Regions from separate parts of the Mus musculus genome. Here all the other regions are linked to region 3. Evidence: chromatin contacts called from public Hi-C and promoter capture Hi-C data. All regions are on one chromosome and are shown on one strand. Each heading gives the region's core, a stretch centred on a gene start, on an enhancer-like site or on the middle of the called end of the contact. The rest is flanking DNA. Distances are from core to core; before and after follow the strand shown.

Region 1 (3,317 bases), core at 542-3,041, 1.2 Mb after region 3:
GTGTGTAACTCCTGTTCTAGGGGATCTGATACCTTCACACAGAAATGCATGAAGTTAAATTACCAATGGACATAAAATAGAAATAAATAAATTTAAAAAAGAAAACCAAGCACACACACCATTTTCAGTAAATGATACAATACACTGAAGTAAATAGATACACTGAAATACACTGATGTAAATAGACACAAAAAAGAAAATGGTCTAAAAACAAAAGCTCAAGTTTAGAATAGTTAAACATTTGGAAATGCATGTTGTAATTCCAGCACTGGCAAAGTTAGACGTGACAGGAGGGTCCAGAGTTTGAAGCCAGATAAGGGTACACAGTGACACACTCATCCATTTTCAGAAGCCATGCATTTGAAAGAGTAAGGAGGGGAATATGGGAGGGTTGAGGAGGAGTGATGTAATGTCATAATCTCAAAAATAAAAACCTAGCCAGGTGTGGAGGCAGCACACATCTTTGATCCCAGTACCCAGAAGCCAGAGGCAGGCAGATCTCTGAAGTTGAAACCTTCCTGGTCTACAAAGAGAGTTATGAGATAGTCAGAGCTATATAGAGGAATTCTATATTTAAAAAGAAAATAATAATTAAAACACACACGGGGGGGGGGAAGAAGGGAGGGAGGAGAGGAGAGAGAAAGAGAAGCAGCCATATATTTCAAATGGCTCACTTATTAAAAATAATGTTGGAACTTCAAGTAAAAGGACAATGAGCTTTCTGCACACACAAAAATTATATAATGGGATTGTTGAATGTGAACACTAACAGCTTTTAAAGAGCATGATATTAAAAAAAAAAAATACATATAGCTGGATGTGATGGTGAATGCCTTTAATCCCGGTACTTGAGAGGCAGAGACAGGCACATCTCTGAGTTTGAGGCCAGTTTAATCTGCATAGAGAGCTGGAGGCCAGCCAGAATTACATAGTCCTTCAAAATGTATCAAAATAATAACAAAAACAACAACAATAATAACAACAACAACAATAACTCTGGCTGGTAAAATGGCACAGCAAGTAAGCTGCCTGCCACCAAGCCTAAAGAAATTATAGAGCCTGGAGAGCCCTATAATTAAGGGCACTGGCTACTCTTCTAGGAGACCCATATTTTGATCCCTGGTACCCATATGTTGGTTCACAAGCATCTGTAACTCCAGTTCGAGGAGATCTGGTGCCCTCTTCTGGCCTCCATGAGCATTGCATGCACGTGGTGCACAACCATGCGTACACATAAAGGGGAAATTTATTTAAATAGAAAATATAAGGCTAAAAATGTGCAATTATAAATTATATACCAGTGACCTACTATTAGTTTTAAAATATTTATACATATATGTATAGTATATAAGTGTACAATGTATACATTTAAATAAATTGAATACATATTACAAGCTCTATGCATGAACGAATTACAATTTTTATTGTGCCAATTAAGCCTGGCTTTTCAAGGAGGTGTGGTCGGTTATGTCATTTAACACGGAAGCTTCATGCTCTCAAAACCCACGCGCTGCCTCCCCGCGGACTGTGGTCTGGTGACCACGTCTCATCACAGTCGGCTAGTCAAAGCTTTTCCTGGGGGGAATCTTGGGACCTGCACGGAACCGTACTCGAGGGAATAGCCTCCTACTTCCTCCCCGTGCTGCACGCCCTTGTGCATCTCCAGGGAGAAATGACTCCTTTCGGACTCGCCTCCGCTGAGCTTCCCAATCACTTGGAACCCGCCCCGCCCCGCCCCGCCCCGCCCCGCCCCGCCCCGCCCCGCCCTCCATCTTCCCTCCCAGTGACGCTACTTCCGGAAGGGGCGTGGCCCACAGGAAGTCCTCGCCTTCGGGAAGAGAAGGCGTTTCCGTCTCCGGTGTCATGGCGGCCTCCTTCCCTGAAGGCGTGCCGGAGACCGAGGACGGGAAGAGACCGCAGTTCGGGCACCGGTTCCTGAGCGACCCGGCGCGCGTCTTCCATCACAATGCCTGGTAACTGCCCTGCATCTCGCCCGGCTCTTCGCCAGCCCGGAGCACTTGGAGAAAAGCCCTGCCCGCTGGCCCTCCTCCCGCGGCGGTAGCTGAAGCGTTCGCCTCCCGAGGACCGACGTTCCCGGGTCCGGGACCGGTGGGCCTGAAGCTGCCCGTTTGGTTTTCACAGGGACAACGTGAAGTGGTCCGAGGAGCAGGCCGCGGCGGCGGAGAGGAAAGTGCAGGAGAACAGCTCCCCGCTGGTGTGCCCGGAGAAGCAAGGTGCGCTCCGTTGTGCCCGCAGTGTGGGACGCGCCTCCTCCAGACGGCAAGAAAAATGGGGGCACCGGGATCGTTTTATCACTGACCTGATGGAGAACTCCGGCCCAGAACGGGTCGGGGAGGGGACGGGTTAGGAGGCAAAGGGGCTGTCTTCTAACAAAGTCTTGAAGCCATTGGGGTTGGACTTTGTTGTTGTTGTTGTTGAACTCTCTAGTTCTACGAGTGTCGCGTTGATGTGGCTGGCCTGTGGCAACCGTAAAGTCGTTCAGTCATCTTAGGGTAGCTTCTACAGTTTACCTTCTGCTGGGACGTTTCCATCAGAGCTAGATTGATGTGGTCGGATCCTAACGTACTGTGGGAGGAGAGGATTAGATCATAACATCTTTTCTTGAGGTGTTGGGTTTGGAGATGTGGGACTTCTACCAAAGAAAGATGCGTGCAGCAGAGTGGAGAGACGAGTCTGCTCAAAGCGAAAGAGGTCATTTCCGAAGACAAGAATAATTCCTTTATAAAATACTAGAACTGGTTGTCCCTGTTTCTAGGAGGCGTTTGAAAGTAAACCTGGAACTTTAAGGTAATAGGCATCAGGGGGTTGGAGAGATGGCTCATCGGTTATGATAATAAGCACTGATAGTTTCTCTATAGTACCGAGGTCACTGGCCAGGCACGTACCTCCTAAGATGTAGGGGTGTAATCTCTTGGGAGGCAGAGACAAGAGGTTGAGTGGGGTCAAGAGCATCCTTGCTACGTAGAGTTCCACTCCTGCCTGGGCTGCATGAGAGCTTGTCTCAAAAATAAGTATATGTATATATTCCAGTTGCAAAGTAGGCACCCTGCCTGCATTGTTAGGTAGATAAGACTAGATAAAGCTTCGTAGAGTTGAGAGGGATTTTGAAAATCATGTAGCCCAGTATCCTCTTTTCGCAGTTAAAGGACCAGTTAGCCAAGTGCAGTGGTGTATTCCTGTAGACTCAGCTCCGTGGGAGGCTGAGGCAGAAGGATCACTGAATTGGAGGCCATCCTGGGCAGCATAGGGTGATCTAGTCTCCAAAACGATTAAACTTGGACCACGGGGCCTTAAGT
Region 2 (3,251 bases), core at 258-2,757, 1.1 Mb before region 3:
TCAGAGCCAGCTAGCCTGGTATTGGCAGTAAGGAGGAGATAGGACCAAACCCTGAAGCTGTCCTCTGACCTCCACCTGCAAGCCACAGCACATCTGATCCTCACTTACTACACAGAAACACACACACACACACAGAAACACACACAGTGTGATTATCCAAGCATAGGATCTTATACCCATGATCCTACATACATCCTGAGAGACCCTGTCTCAAAAAGCAACAAGTAACAAATGTTGGTCATAACAAAACTTGACCTTCTTGAGCACGTGAATCCCCATGCTCCTTTGTGTTCACGCACCAATGCCCCTGACAGCACCTTGCACAAAAAGACACTCAGTAAAGCTAAGGGAGTGGAATGTTTTGTTCTGAAATTCTGGTATTTCTTACAGTATACCTACTGTTTTTATTTCTAAGAGGCAACCACAATTATGTTCATTGTCTTCTCCCAAGATTACCATCACAAATTTTTAAAGAAGGTTGTTTACTGAACAAGCCAAACTCATCTCTGCCCCCAGGATAATTGTCATTCCCATTGTCCTCTGGCTATGTATACCTTCTTAATTCATTTAACTCACCCTTTTCCTTTAATGTCACCTATTTGTCACTCCACATATACTTGCCAGGCCACCCTTACACTAATCTCTTAGTGTGTGGCTGGGTGCTTAAGATCGAATCCTGGGCCTCACACTCTACTAAACACTTCTCCACCGAGTTACACCCCTCGCCTAAGTAAAGTCAAGGTTATGCCTGAGTAGTACTTAGGGAACATGTGTGTGTGCCCGCTACTGATAAATGTTAATAATAAAATAGGAGCAAAACGACAACAGTGCCTGGGACAAAATAGGCCCTCAATACGTTTTGCTAGTTTTGTTTTTCGAGGGTGGCTTTGGGTAGGGGAGTGAATTAGTGATATGCTTAGTTTAAGTAAAGCTACTCTAAATAACCAAAACTGCATCTTCCCACTGCAACGCAGAATCTCAAAGGAATGCTGGAATCTTTTCTGGTTTTGGCTTTTTGAACCAGACCCGCTACTTAGCCTTGAACCTGCACCAATATTTCTGTCTGCATCTCCAGAGCGCAAAAATTAGGCACTCGCCATCACAGTCAGCTCGGATGCAGAATAGTTTGAAGATGGAGACAGTCTGGCGGTGAAGCAGGCACCGATGGAAGGGGGAGTGGCAGGGGCCTGGGTCTTTACAGCGCCACCTCTACTAAGGGACAGGATCTTAACCACGTTGGGGACCGCGGAAACCCCGGAATCGACGGTGTGTGCGTGCGTTGGGGTCTTTCATTCTCTTTCCCACGCCAGAATTCAATTTACGCGTTCGTTAAGCGAAAGGGATAAGTACTATATAAATCGCCTCTTCCCAAGCTCATGTTTCGCTCGTTCCCCAAGCCCCGAAAGGACCCTTCCCGGCCAGCTCACCCGCCGAATGCTCAGCCGAGTGCCCCGGTCCGCCGCCTGAGCCCGCGCTTCCGCCGCACGCCGCGACAACGCCGGCGCCCGGCGCTAGGAAGGACCCCGAGCGCGTCGCCGGACCGCCTCGCCTCGGAGGACAGCTCTGCCTAAGGAACAGCTTCGAGAAATTCTGGCCCCGGAGACAGAAATGGGAAAGGCCAACTTGTTGGTCCTCAAAACGAAGCGTGGACTTCTCCACAAAAAAAGCAAGGCCGGAGGATTCTGATCAGGCGCCTTAGGACAGCCTGAAAGGAGGGCCTTCGGGCCGGTCACGTGGGCAGACTGGTGGCGCCGTTGCTAGGCAACAATCTCTGTTGCGAGGGCGATGCACTAAGGTGTTCTACCAGATCCGGGGTTTCTCGAGAGAAAGCAGGGAGTCCAAGACTGGGTGAGGGTTTAGGGACAGTAAAGGGGATTGCTCTAGTCATTCTATAATTGGAGAAGGCTTAGAACTCGACAGAGAAATGGGTCGGGTAGCGAGAGTCTATCGTCTCTATTGCTTAGAGGCTGAGCCTAGATCATGATGAGCTCAGAAGTTTTGGAGAGAGCAAACTAGGCACAGCGAGATCTCCTCACCCCCCAAAATATTGCTTAGGGTATGAGACTCTTGAGTACAATTGTTGGCTGAGTAACACAGCCCACTTCTCGGCGTTCCATTTCCCATCATGGTTGGGATGGCTGTGGATTTGCTTGCGGACCAGCTCATTTCCTGCCCTAGGGCTGATCATGAGTGAACTATGGCTCCAGCTCACCAGGATTCTGAGGTGGAAAGAGGTATCATAAGTAAATGTCAGAAGCCAGACCGGAACACATAGCTTCCTATGAAAACAGCCCCATCAGACACATACCGGGAGGCGGCAGGACTTCAGTGGTAGGACTGGAGATAATGCCCACACAGCACACATTTGCCTGCCGCTCTGTGCTGCTCAGGGATTTGGGGATGGAGGCTACTGAGTTTTCTCCTTCTGACACTTCTCAACTTCCTGCTTTGTCATTGCTTTTGGTTGAGGTGATTTTTTTTTCTTCATTAAAGACATTTAGTGAAGTGTGAAATTTTGTCCTTGAGCTGGAGTAGATAATAAAAGAAACCTCTCTGTCTCTCTCTGTATCTGTGTCTGTCCTCCCCTCTCCCCCCCTCCCCCGCTCTGTTCCTTTATGGTAATAAACTGATATAGAGAAATCCTATGTGAAAGAATGAAGAGTCAGAAATCTGAACTCCAAATTGCCTCCTCAGATGAAACACCTGAATTAATAGGTGTGTGTGTGTGTTGTGGTTTTGTGTTTTGCTGGGGATCAAACCCAAGGCATTTGCATTCACAAGGCAAAATCCTACCGCTGATCCAGCCCTTAGTGTCTAAAATATTGTTAGAAGCAGAGAGCAAAGTCAAGACTTCAAACGGGAAACCTTTCTGTTTTGTTCTCAGTGAGAAGCCTGGAATACATTTTCATCACGCAATTCCATTTTACCTGTAAAGGAAGAAACTAGATTTTTATAACACTCCAGGTTAAGTATCAGATTGCTTTGGGTCATTTCACATTCTGGCAATGAATCCCAGGGCATCATCTTTACCCTGAAGACTTAAGCTCTGCTGACATGCATTCTTCTTGCCTTCCCAGGCCTTAGCCATGGAGAAGAACGATGTAATCAACTTCAAGGCCCTGGAGAAAGAGCTGCAGGCTGCCCTTGCTGCTGACGAGAAGTACAAAAGGGAGAACGCAGCCAAGTTACGGGCAGTTGAGCAAAGGGTGCCTTCCTATGAGGAGTTCAGGTTGGCTTGCTATTTTTCTCAG
Region 3 (3,363 bases), core at 748-3,247:
CATATGGGTATGCATGTGCCCCTACCACCCATACACACACACAGTCATCCCATACCCGCCAGGTTTCCACTGGTGATGGTATCATTCAATGAGAGAAAAACAGAAAAAGTACCAGGGAAGTGGGCTTAGATCACAGCTTTGGGTTTAAACTAGAGTTCAAATAGTCTTGAATTAGTTATTTTATTTATTTACTCATGTATTTAATTTATTTGAGACGGTGTCTATGTACTCCTGGCTGTCTTGGAACTCACTATATGGACCAGGCTGGGCTCAAATTGTCAGAGGTCCTCCTGCCTCTGTGAGGATCAAAGGTGATCACCCATCCTTGTTCTTGATTACAAACAGACACTTCCACACATCAATTTGGAATTTAGAGGGCAGTTCTGTAGAGGATGGATGAAAGCTTGAGCACCTCAGGCATACAGACAGTTGTAGCTTTGGCTCAGAAGGGATTAGCTGAGGAGAGGAGATAAAACAGAGTGTGGGAATTGAATGACAGGGAGGAGGAAGGTGACTCCGAAAGAGAGATGAGTCAAAACATTAGCCCAGCATTACTGAAGCCATGGAAGAATGTCTTCCATTAAGGAGGAGACGGGCAACACTGTCAGACGCTCTGAGACATCACGTGTAACAAGGATTGGGAAATGGGCATGAATTTTAGGGATGCATTTCAGTCCGACTGTGGTGGGCCCAGGAGGTAGCAGGTGGTAGGCAAATGAGAGTCAACACACACAGAAAATCACCAGACTTTGCCACTGGGGGAAAAAAAATGGTTAGAGGAAAAGTCTGTGGGGGCAGAGGGAGGGTTTAAGAGACCAGTGCATTCCAGAAGGGCTGATGATTCAGGAGAGGGGCTCCTGAGGAGGCAAAAACAGACCCTGAAATAGTTAAAAGGGTCAGCTTGAGATAAAAGGGGGATTATGAAAAAAGGAAGAGAAAAAGATGGAGCTAGTCTGATGACCTCTACCGTCTCTTTGGGACTTTAGAATCTCATGACCTACAATTCTCTTTAGACAGGACATTTACATATATGCATACATGTATGCAAACTTATTCAAATATTCAGGTGTAAGTGAATCAGTCAAGCACAACGTTAGTCTGTAATGACGCAGTTAATGTCCCCAGGTTTCGAACAGGGCAATCTCTGGGCAGGATCCATCCATCAGCGATATTAGCTCTGATGCCTACTGCAATAACAGCAGTGACCTGGCCCCATCTCTCCTCGCCAACCCCAATCCTACCCCGCCGTCCTACGAGCTTAATGGGGAAGTAAAATGTAAATCCCTGAGACTACAACACAGCCTGCTGCATTCGAATCGACTGTCATTTAGAAAAACAAAACGTGACACCCCAAGTCCATCTGCACGAAAGACATTGCTGCTTCACAGCTGATATGTTTCTCCCCAGGAGATGGTCTAAGGTTAGCCGTAAAAGTAATTTGCAGACCTCCCCTCCTCTTTTCATAACATTCATTTAGGAAGAACTAGAAATGGGTTCCCACACCCTCGCCCTGACTGCAGCAGACTACACCCCGCGGTTATCCGGCAGTGCCACCTCAGAAACCCTCGGAGGAGTGTGGAGGGCACACAGCGCTCGTCAGAGGGGGGCTCCAGTGGCCACTACCCTCAAGATGCTTGAAGGACGAGAGAAACGAGCCCCAGGGGATGACAAGGGAAGCACTGGAGACCCGGGGGACGAAGAGACAACCCTCGGGGAGGACAGAGTTTCTGAGCAGAGCTAATCCCCTGCCGCAGCTACACTGTCTCGCCTCCAGCGTTGCTCTGACCTCCCTTCCTTCAGCGTTCCTGGGTGCTCAGCCTCGCGCCCCTTCCCCGGAGCCCTCGTGGACCTCGCAGCAGTCGCGACCTCGGGCGATCCGCTGCGAGCCCGGGCTGCCCGGCCGCCACTCACCCGGCCCGCCATCTTCGCGGACACGTCCGGCTCCCAGGTTGCAGCTCCGCACTCTGCTGAGCCCGCCTCCGCCGCGCGCGTGCTCGCCGGCAGCCGGCCCTCGCGCAGGCGCGCAGCCGCCGGGAGGCCGCGCCCGCGCCCGGCCGCGTCCCCGACGCCCTTCCCCATCCCGTGCGAGCGCGCAGTCCGAGCACCGCCATTTTGGCTGAAGACAAGCTGGCCGCCTCACTGCTACCCGGTTTTCACAAAGCTGGCCACGTGGCCTTTTAATGGACTTTTAGCTTTCTGCTTCCAGACCTCTTAAAACAGAATGCGCCGAGAAAACCCCGCGTGGTTGCTGGCCTTTCCCCCAAAGGGGACTGTGGAGGGGGCGCGCAATAGCTAAAAGCTGGTTCTGAATTCGGATTCTATTCGAATCCGAGCTTTTCTTTGCAGGCACACTTGTTTTGAGAGTGAATCATAATTATATATGCGCTAGCTTTATAGTTCGATATTTTCATTTATAAGCACAACTTCTATCTTTTTTAAGGTGTTTGTTTGTTCGTTTGTTTTAACGTGCATTGGTATTCCGCCATCCACCTCTGCATGTTCAAAACTCTATTTTGAGTCCTCAGGAAAAAAAAAAAAACAATGCCACAGAAAAACTAAAATGATTTGGATAAGACAAAATACCAGAAGATAGTTCTATAAGCAGCACAGCAGTAAAAGTCTCACACAGGAAACAAGACAGGTGTACCCTGTCCTGCCAAGGCTGAAAGTGAGACTTTTAGCATGTAGCAGGACTTCAGGGTTAAGGAGGAATGTTTGACATAGCCTCCTCATATCCGTTCCCTTATGTCCTCTTCAGCACTTTTCTCTAAAGTACTCTTGGGTCCCCTTACAAATATATAATGTCATTTAAAATGTATGCAACATGTAAAAATAAGACATGATATCTATGAGAATACATGAGATATTCAATAAGATTACTCCCTAAAAGGAAAAGTAAAGTTGGAGGAACCCTCTTAGAGGAAAGTCTCTGGGATGGAATGGGTACCTCTTCCTGGGAGCAAACCTGAAGACCTTGAAATACTCTAAAAGGGAGATACTAGGGGTAGGGGGTGCAGCCTAATCAGTCCTGAGAAGCACTCAGCAGGCCCAGGGAACAGCAAACAAAAGGGTGTACACACCGACAGGGATAAAAGGGAGCTACAGGGGTATTTCCTATGCTAGGGTGGTCAAGATAGGGACCAGTTTTTAGTAACTGGTAAGTCAGTAAGTCAGAACCATTCACACTATCAATATCTTCACTGTAATGAGTGTCTCTAAGAAAGGACTCAGAACTAAGCAAAAATTATATTTGCTCAAGAGTTACCTCTCTTTCCAAGAATTCTGTACAGGATCTACGTTCTTATATCATCTTAGCATTGAAATTCTACTCAAGTTTTGCATCTGAAAGATTATTAAATTCAT
Region 4 (3,398 bases), core at 465-2,964, 1.6 Mb after region 3:
GACCATTAACCAGTGTTGACCATTCTAATAATCCAGAAAATTTCCCTCTGATGCCCACCTCACCTACCTCAGTCCCCTGCTCCTATCACCATAGGCAGGTAGGTTTTAGTTAGACTTAACTTTTGGAACTAGTATCAACAGTCCATATGTCTTTCACATGACTAATTATAGTCATACCTCAGAGTTCTACCTCAGAGTTCTCAAGCGTTCACTGGAATGGCTTGCTTTCTGACGTGACTTCATGTCCATTTTTTAAAAATATTGCATTGAAATTAATATTTTTTTTAAAAAAATCAAAGAAATTACATAAGTGCTATGGGGTTGGGGTAGATTCAGATAGACTGTTATCAAAATAAGCAACCAATCAATCAATTTCTCCACCTTCTAAACGGCACTGAAACAACACCCTTGATTGATGCAATTTGTGAATCTATTTCCAATCATGGCATTTCATTAAGAAGCAGATGACGAAAAAGTCATCTCAGTTAATGGGATGGAAGTTCACCCAAGCAAAATATGCAACGATGATTGCTTTGTATCATCTTGTAGCACGCACTTGGGAAAAAATTTTTATTCCAAGAATCCTGCAAAGTTGAAGGGCTGTTTTCGTGGTTTGAAGCAAGCTGAAGACCATCTAGGCAGAGAGTTTGGGGAGAAACATGACTGAATAGCCTCCAATGGGGTCTTAATGTGATGACTTTCTATGCTTAGCCGGGTGCCTTGAAATCACTATAGTTCTTATTGAAGCTGGTAATGACAGAGGCAGCGTGTCAACTTTACTGAAGTCTAGCAAGCTAAGGTTAGAGAACTGTCATCAATTGTTCCAGATGACAGTTTTCTTTCTTCCTCTCTATTTTCCCTCGCCCCCCCCCCGCCCCCAAGCCATTGTTGTTTTTCCTCCCATCCCTGTTCGAAAGGCAACGGTGGCATCTTGAAAGCAGTCTACACATTACCACTGAGACGCAGGAGAGGAATAACTGACACTTGTTGGCGTCGATGACTTTGAGTGACACGTGTGCCTGTGGTGACCAGAGCCGGGGGCAGTCTAGAGGAACGTTCGGGCTATCAAAGCAGGAGGAAAGGCCCCCAGAAGTGGGCGCACGTGACAGCAGCAGCCACCTCGAGAGTGACATCATCTCGGGGGGCGGAGCCAAACTCTTTAGGGCCTTGTCAGCTATTGAGCTTCCTCTCCTCTTCCTTACCAAATGCCTTCGACCCCACCAGTCCAAGCCCCCTGAGGAAACCAGAAATGCCTACACGTCCTGCAGCGCCAGGGCCCCCTCTGTCAGCGCGGAGCCGGGGTTCACCACCACCAGCTCTCGCAACGCCTCCCCGCCCCCAGGCCGTGGAGGGGCGGGGGGCGGGGGCGCGCGCGCTCCACCACGCACGCGCCCCCACGCACGCGCTCTCCCTCCGCGCTCGCGCTCCTCCCCAACCCGGCCCGGAGGGGGCGGGGCTGCGGGCGGCCTCCGAGGGTGCGACGCCCCCGGCGCGGCGGCGGCGCTAGAGAGCGGCCTGCCGGGCGCGGGTTGCTGGGCGCGCGCTGCTCCGGCGGGGCCCGCTGGCCACAGCCGCCTCGCGCCAGCCGCCCGCCCGCCCAGCGCGGCCAGCTGCGAGCGCCGCTAGCGCGGGGCCCCAGGCGGCAGGCGCCGCGCTCCCTCCGCCGCCCCGCGCGCCTCCTCGGGCGGCCCCGCCCCCGTTCCCATCCCCCTCGCGCTCACCTCCCGGCTGTGCCGCGCGCGAGGCGGAGCGAGGCGCCCGCCGCCGCCGCGGTGCTGAGGGGCGAGCCTGTCCCCCCCGCGCCGCCGCTGACAGGAGGACCGCAGCGGGCTGCCAGCGCTCGCCGGCCGCGAGGCCCCGCCGAGCCCGACTGAGGTGCGGATCCTCCGTGGGGCGTCCGCGGGCGGCGCGGTCCTCACCGGAGACCACTGGCACGCGGGCTTGACCCCGAGGTGCGCCGCGCCCCTTAGAACGGCAGGTAAGGGCTGGGCGAGCAGGGAAGAAGGGTCGGTGAGGGTGAGGTGACAGGGGCGTTCGCTTGCGACGCCTCAGCTGCGGGGGCTGGGGCGAGCAGGGAGACTGGGAAACGGACAGTGAAGTGCCTCCGGTGTCGAAGGCGTGGGGAAGGCAGGCTGCCTCCGAATGAATGTGGGACCGAGGGCGGCTTCGGAGGGCTCCGGGGTCTACCACTTGGTTGTCACCGAGGTTGGTCTTGGTATTTGGTACCTGGAGGGTCTTTGGATGACGGGGACCGGGATGAGATGCGAGGCAGATTGCTAAACGTGGCAAGGAATGTGGTGCAGAACGAGTTGCAAAATGTGTCCCTGAATGCAGCATAAAAGTAGTTGTGAAATGTGCCAGGTAAAGGCACAGGATGGGCTGGCCTCTGTGGCGTAGAAATGCATGGTAGAAGTGTTATTAGGAACATGAATAATTCCTTTGGGGAAGGAGGTGTACTATAATAAAAGACTAATGGGGCTTTTGCTACATATTCTGTCGTAGGAGATCGAGAGGAGCTGCGATTTTTGACATGGGGAAAGTACCCACGTGAAAGCAAAAAAAAAAAAAAAAAAAAAAGATTGTCTGATTGTGAGATGGGAAAGGAAAAAAATGGGGCTAAAATGATTTCAGATTTTGTCATCAACATGTAGAGCATCCATGCAATTGTAGCCTGTCTCTCTATTCCAGGTGTGGAATGTTTAAAATGTTTCCCAGAAAACATAAACAATGGTCATTAGCATTAGGAAAAGATTGGATGTCTTTCACTCTCTCCTCTGCTCCTCTCAAGGAAAAAAGAAAAAAAAGAAAAACACAAACAACAAAAAAAGACAAACAAGCCAAGCACCCTGACTGTAATTGTGTGTTCAGGATCGTTAGGCAAAGGGAACGATTTTTCATGTGTCCCTGCCTTGGCTTTTTTACAGGTGAAAATAAGTGGAACAAGGAAAACAGAACAATATGGTGAACAAAAGGGATAAATTTTCAGGCATTTTGAAGGGTTGGAGCCAAAAGCTATGGCAGTGGCTAATTACAGAGCCTGGCAATAGTGGAATATTCTGGTATGTTTTAGCTCTTGAGATGGGATGGTGAGATAAGATAAAAACGCTATACAGTAAATTGGCATAAAATGCAGCAACATGGATACTGTCAATGTAGTTAGTGTTCCTTGTAGCATTTACCAGGTAAATTGTCTTCGGGATGTGAGGGAAAACCAGAAACAAATGAAACAACTGTTCCTTACCTCTCTTCCTCCTCCTTTCAACCCCATCTTTCTCTCTTAAGTGTGTGTGTGTGTCCACATGCTACAAAACGTTGTGACTTCCATCTAAGAACATCTGTGTTTTGAGAGGATTGTCAGAACATACTGTAATTTCAAAAGTAACAAAAGACAGCTAGAT

Evidence for each region. Promoter capture Hi-C pulls out the DNA fragments that hold promoters and counts their contacts. Hi-C and Micro-C count contacts between places; a contact is called where the count stands out from the background.
Region 1: a contact with region 3 is called in a promoter capture Hi-C map of liver, with 3 times the contacts expected there. The contact joins the promoter of Mettl2 here to the promoter of Nsf in region 3. A contact is called at or near these places in 9 of 39 promoter capture datasets (the 3T3-L1 cell line, 3T3-L1-derived adipocytes, the C10 cell line and 4 more), 2 of 484 Hi-C or Micro-C datasets (LSK cells and muscle stem cells) and 1 of 115 datasets of contacts at active chromatin or transcription factors (large pre-B cells).
Region 2: a Hi-C map of B cells shows a contact between it and region 3, with 7 read pairs. The contact joins the promoter of Eftud2 here to the promoter of Nsf in region 3. A contact is called at or near these places in 1 of 39 promoter capture datasets (liver) and 3 of 484 Hi-C or Micro-C datasets (B cells, natural killer cells and neutrophils).
Region 4: a promoter capture Hi-C map of liver shows a contact between it and region 3, with 4 times the contacts expected there. The contact joins the promoter of Tanc2 here to the promoter of Nsf in region 3. A contact is called at or near these places in 2 of 39 promoter capture datasets (liver and pre-B cells).

Annotation. Positions count from the first base shown.
Region 1 is chr11:105,124,634-105,127,950 of GRCm38.p6, forward strand. Mettl2 (methyltransferase like 2) reads left to right here and starts at 1,792. Exons shown (of 9, transcript NM_172567.3): 1 at 1,792-1,973; 2 at 2,143-2,234. The coding sequence starts at 1,864.
Region 2 is chr11:102,879,468-102,882,718 of GRCm38.p6, forward strand. Eftud2 (elongation factor Tu GTP binding domain containing 2) reads right to left here and starts at 1,508. Exons shown (of 28, transcript NM_011431.3): 1 at 1,428-1,508. It overlaps Ccdc103 (coiled-coil domain containing 103), which reads left to right and starts at 1,757. Exons shown (of 5, transcript NM_028492.3): 1 at 1,757-1,848; 2 at 2,885-2,964; 3 at 3,078-3,229. The coding sequence starts at 3,087.
Region 3 is chr11:103,952,059-103,955,421 of GRCm38.p6, forward strand. Nsf (N-ethylmaleimide sensitive fusion protein) reads right to left here and starts at 1,998. Exons shown (of 21, transcript NM_008740.4): 1 at 1,912-1,998. The coding sequence starts at 1,923.
Region 4 is chr11:105,588,272-105,591,669 of GRCm38.p6, forward strand. Tanc2 (tetratricopeptide repeat, ankyrin repeat and coiled-coil containing 2) reads left to right here and starts at 1,715. Exons shown (of 26, transcript NM_181071.3): 1 at 1,715-1,978.